Linked DNA regions of Hordeum vulgare: region 2 is linked to region 1. Evidence: chromatin contacts called from public Hi-C data. All regions are on one chromosome and are shown on one strand. Each heading gives the region's core, a stretch centred on a gene start, on an enhancer-like site or on the middle of the called end of the contact. The rest is flanking DNA. Distances are from core to core; before and after follow the strand shown.

Region 1 (2,789 bases), core at 106-2,605:
TCTCAAAACTGTCTGTCGCAATTTACGTGAAAGAACGAAGGAATCCTCTTGGATACGGCAAAAGGATGGGAAGAAAAAAAGGGAAACGCCACATGGGACAGCTTATTTCTCCCCGTGGCCTAGATTTATGTACACGTCATCAGCTTGGACGGATGGATGGACTCCTAACTCTCCTCCTAATAATTAACCAGTTTGGCTACTGGTCGCCCAGCTCCGCGGCCTCCGCCACGAGCGCGGCGAGGCAGCGCTGCGCCTCCTCGGCGTCGCGCTCGGCAATGAACGGGTGCTCGAGCAGCTCCGCCACGGACGCGCGCCGGCCGGCCTTCTTCTCGAGGCACCGCGCCACGAAGTCCCGGAACTCGTCCGACGCCGCGGCGGGGGCCTCGGGCGCCTCGCCGAAGCATATGGCGCACATGAGCGCGGCCCAGTCCGGGCGCTGCCCCGCGGGGAGGAGCGGGAAGTGTCCCAGGTACAGCTCCAGGATCGCCATCCCGAGGCTCCACACGTCCGCCGCGTACGGGTCGTAGTCGCCGGCGTAGGTCTCCGGGTCGAACCGCTCCGGGGACATGTAGGCGGCCGTGCCGACGTAGGACGCGCAGGGGTCGAGCCGCCGCCGCAGCACCTTGCCGGCGCCGAAGTCGGCGATCTTGACCTCGCCGCCGGGGCCGACGAGCAGGTTGGCGGGCTTGAGGTCGCGGTGCACGACGCGGAGCGCGTGCAGGGCCTCCAGCCCCAGCAGCGCCTGCCGCGCCACGGCGGCGATGGGGCGCTCCCCCATGGGCCGGCCGAGCGCGCGGAGGAGGCCCGCGAGGGAGCCGCCCGACACGAGCTCCAGCGCCAGCGCGGCCGGCTGCGCCGCCGCGGGCGACGGGATGACGGCGTGGAGGCGCACGACGTGCGGCGCGCCGGAGGCGAGCATGAGTATCTCGGCCTCGCGGGCCGCGGAGGGGTCCCCGTCCCCCGCGGCGAAGAGCTTGAGCGCGAAGTGCTGCGAGGTGCGGCGGTGGCGCGCCCTGAAGACGGTGCCGCCGTTGCCCTGGCCGAGCTGGGAGATCCTCTCGTAGTCGGAGAGGCGGGGGAGGCCCTCGCACGGCGCGGCGGCGGGCGGCGGCGGCGGCGGCGCGCGCAGGGCGAAGTGGTCGAGCGGGAGGGTGAGGTGGGGTAGCTGCCGGCGCTGCCGGACCAGAGCCATGGGAGACGGGATGGGTGGTGAGTCCTGAGTCGAGGTGGTGGTGGGTGGGCGGGCGAGGTGAGCTCCGGAGGCCGGCAGCTGGTGGCTAATGATAGAGAGTAGGCGGAGTGCTCCGTGGCGTGCTGGTGGTATATATGGAGGGGGACGGCGACGGGTGGCGGGTGAGTGGAAGCGAGCGGAGTTCGGGTGGAGGCACCGGAGGGTGAGCCGTGAGCGATTTCAGCTGGGGTGAGAGTGATTTCGGTTGGATCTCAATTTCTTTCTCCCGTGCGTCCGCCCTTCCTTCCTTCCTTCCTCTGCGGCCTATCATCTTGCACCAATGGTGCATGTCGTTTTTTATTTTTGTTTTTGTTTTGAGAACCAGGTGCATGGCATTTTGGTGTCCGCGATTCCAACGTCCCTTGTAGTGTGTGGCTTGGATATTTTTAGTGTGGAAATGTGCCGGTAATTAGCCTTGTAGTATTAGATGCCCCTAAAAAGGTTAGACTTCCAAATGAGGCCGCTTACATTTCTCAAAATCATTGAAAAGTAAAAAAAATGAGGATGTACTGCCTTTGTGAAAAAATATATAAAAGGATTTAGATCATTACGGAGTACATACGAACTAAATGGAGTCCTTTCCCGCAAAAAATAACAATATGAACATAGTGCATAGGGAAAAAGATCACCGAGGGCTTCACCTCCAATCTTGCACACTGGGAATGTTCACACACCTGGTTCTATGTACAACTAATCTGCACACAATTAGTAAGGAAAAGTGAATACTTATACTCCCTCCTTCCCAAAATATAAGGCGTCTGTTGATTTTTTTTGTCTCCGTTGCATAATTTTGACTATGGTTTTCACGTATTCTATGTTTGTTAAATTACTATACACACATATGAAATAAATTGTTTTGCAAGACAAATACATTGATATCGTTTATACATGTTCAATCTATGTACTTTGTTATAAATTAGTGGTTAAAGTCACCCATTAAAGACCATGCAAAGTCAAGGTCCATAGATTTCACATGTACAAATAATATTACTCTAAATATATAACAAAGACTGTGCAAAGTCATGCCCCTTAGATTTCACATCTCTTATTTGCATATGATACATTTTTGTTCTTTGAGACTTCCCTTGTACAAGCTCGATGTGTTAGAGATGCTCTTGATCTGTATGCGTCAATGACTCGTCAATCCCTCAATTAATTTAATGGTCGATCTTGTGTATTGATGCTTGTATGACCATCCACGAGGAGCTGGTTAGGGATGGTCTCAGCGTGACAAGTTCATGTTTTAAGGAGAGGTATCTTGGCCACCCTACTCGAGAGGGCCGAATGTCTAAAGCGTTTTCAAAACTTGGAAGCAAAATTGATTAGCGAGGCTTAGAGAGTTGCGTGATGGACACTTTGCTCAACTAGATAGAGAAGTTTTGATCAAATGTGTCGCGCAAGCGATTACAACTTGTGTATGGGTGCGTTTAAACTTCCCTTTTTAGTTTGTGATGATCTAACTAGTCTAGTAAAAAGTATTATCGGGGTTCATCTAATTTTCAACATAAAGCGCACTCGAAGACATGGAGAAAATTACAGCAGCCAAAAATAAGGGAAG
Region 2 (2,773 bases), core at 272-2,771, 180 kb before region 1:
TGTCCCTCCTTTTAGAATGTCATTTAATAACCTCTAGCATACCTGGCCAAACGGGCCGGGCTAAACAGGCCAGCCCGCGAGCCCGCCGACATGGCCCGCCATGGGCCACGCACAACACGATTTGAACGGGTCATGCCTGGGCCTGGAGGCTGGGCACGACACGATCCTTTTTTATACATATTTTTAGATATTTTTAATATATATATATATACATATATATACATAATATATGTTCCAATAAGCCTAACAATAAGCCCATGAGGCTAAAATTATGCAGCCCAGCGTGCTAATCGGACCAACAAGCCGGCTCGTTTAGTAACGGGGCCGTGCCTGGGTTTGGAGGCACAACCCACTGGCTGGCACGTCACGACCCGATTAATAAACGTGCATCGGCGGGCCTTGTCGGACCAGACACGTTTAGCACGGGGCGTGCCGTGCCGGGCCAGCGTTTGGCCAGGTATGACCTCTAGTCCATTTATAGGGGGAACATGGTCTTTTAATATATTATTTAATAACCTGAAGTTTATATTTAATCCCTGGAACCAAACAGATAGTGACTAGAATTTATTTAGTTATGATTAAAAAAACCTATGACTTTTTAAAACAAACATGACCTGAATCTGTCGTAATCATTCGGTTGACGCCTAGTTTCCTGCAAATGTTATTCGGCCGGTCCAAGCCTCTATGTCGAACAGGCCCATCTAACGTTGGACTAGACTGGACTGAACGAGCTCCTGGTCCTTGCGTGTGGAAACGAGTTTGACAGTGTAATTCCAGTCCAGTCTAACTCCAAGCCCAAGGACAGCAATGACGTCGGCGACTTGCCCCTGCATGACCGCGACACCCGTACTTGCCATCTGGCCCGTCGTTCCAGGGCCACATATCAGTCTCTCCGTGTGAATTCCTCCTTCGTCCTTTTCTTTAAGAGTTGTTCGAACGGAGCGCTGCTTCCCAGCTCCCACCGGCCCCGCCCATGCCATCGAGCGGGACGCGACGCAACCAAACTGGCTCCTCCGCCCCACAGCAAAAAAGAAGAAGCGCAAAATGCGGAAAACTCTCGCCGCACATGAAATCGTCACGCCTTACGCGTAACTCTCGCACGCCGACACGTGGGTCCCGACGCACTCAGGCCCACAAGTCATCGTCGAATAAAAACACGAGGGCGCAGCTGTAAGTCGAAAACACGTACGTGCTTTTCTTTTCTGCGTTATTTTTTTATTCTAAAGCAATTTCCGGGCACGCGCCTTGCGTGGTCTGACGCACGCACAAATATCACCTACCCTACCACACATTTTTTTTTTCCTCTCGTTTTGAACTCCATAGATTTCTTCCTTTCTTTCTTAATCCTGAAGGAAGGCAGCCCAAGCACAGGCAGGAACAAGTCGCAGCCCCCCAAATCCGACCCAACGCGCACAAAAATTCAACCAAAATCATCCGAAATCCCCACTCCGATAGGCCTCCCTCCTCCCGTCTCGCCTCACGTCGCCGCCTCAATCTCCAAGGAAGCTAGGGTTTCCGCCATGGGCTCAAGCAAAGGCTCGCCCCCGCCCTCCGCCGCGGGCCCCTCTTCGGCCGGGGCCGCGCCGGCGCCGGTGGGGGCGGTGCCGAAGCCGCCGGAGGTGGCGCCGTTCCTCACCAAGGTCTACGACATGGTCTCGGACGCGGCCACCGACAGGGTCATGTCGTGGTCCGACGCCGGCAACAGCTTCGTGATCTGGGACGCGCACGCCTTCGAGCGCGACCTGCTCCGCCACCACTTCAAGCACAACAACTTCAGCAGCTTCATACGCCAGCTCAACACCTATGTGAGATCCCCTCGCTCGCCCTCCTCGCCCCTTTCCGATGATTTTGAGTTGAATTGGGTGCTATTGCTATCGCGGAGCATGTTTCCTTTATTGTAAATATATACTCCCTCCGTTCCTAAATATAAGTCTTTTTAGACATTTCAATAGAAAACTACATACGGATGTATATAGACATATTTTAATGTGTAGGTTCACTCATTTTATTACGTATGTAGTCCCCTGTTGAAATGTCTAAAAAGACTTATATTTAGGAACGGAGGGAGTATATTCGTAATGTGCTGTTGCGGCTAGCTGAGGATTTTGTCAGCAGTTGACTCTCTGGGGTAGCTTCCGATGTAAATTGGACAAACCTGTTTGAACGCGTCATCATTTTCTCTCGATGCCTGTTTGTTACAGGCTGTTCCTATGTTCAATTTCGTGCTTGTTGTGACAATACATTTTGAATTGGAGTAATATGGGGACTTAACGATCCGGGCTAAAACAGCTGTGCCAAATCTGTCCATGCTTTGGTATTCACTAGTCAAAATGCTTTTAGCAGCCTTCTTTATATATATGAAATACAGTTGTGCTTGTGACCAATGGAATTTTGTGGATCTGATCAAAATAACTATCTGCTGAACCTGCCTCTAGTGCTATTGGTATGGAATGCATGCTGTCGAAACTCCTTTCTGTATTTTGGATTCTATATATTTGGCATCTACGGAACTTTATTTATATAGTATTATAAGAGAAAGAAGCTACTTCATGTAGTGTCTTCGCTTCATGCTTAACGTAAATAGTATCCTGACTGTGGTGTTTCTGAATGAAATCAAATAAATGTTTGGTTTGCATTGACATAATATCATTGGCTGACAGCTAATCTTCTGTGTGAGCATTTCTTTTATGCTGATTGGAACTTTGTTTTACATACCCAAAGGTATTTGATGAATGATGTTGTGCTTTTGAGGAGTGCCTATCAGTATCCAGTG

What was found. A called contact is a pair of places that touch in the nucleus more often than the background predicts.
Region 2: a Hi-C map of seedling shows a contact between it and region 1, with 3 times the contacts expected there. The contact joins the promoter of LOC123449265 here to the promoter of LOC123446764 in region 1. A contact is called at or near these places in 2 of 6 Hi-C or Micro-C datasets (leaf and seedling) and 1 of 1 datasets of contacts at active chromatin or transcription factors (embryo).

What each region holds. Positions count from the first base shown.
Region 1 is chr4H:524,970,756-524,973,544 of MorexV3_pseudomolecules_assembly, reverse strand. LOC123446764 (mitogen-activated protein kinase kinase 9-like) reads right to left here and starts at 1,355. Exons shown (of 1, transcript XM_045123308.1): 1 at 1-1,355. The coding sequence starts at 1,192. The coding sequence ends at 197.
Region 2 is chr4H:525,148,360-525,151,132 of MorexV3_pseudomolecules_assembly, reverse strand. It overlaps LOC123449265 (heat stress transcription factor A-9-like), which reads left to right and starts at 1,521. Exons shown (of 2, transcript XM_045126412.1): 1 at 1,521-1,805. The coding sequence starts at 1,521.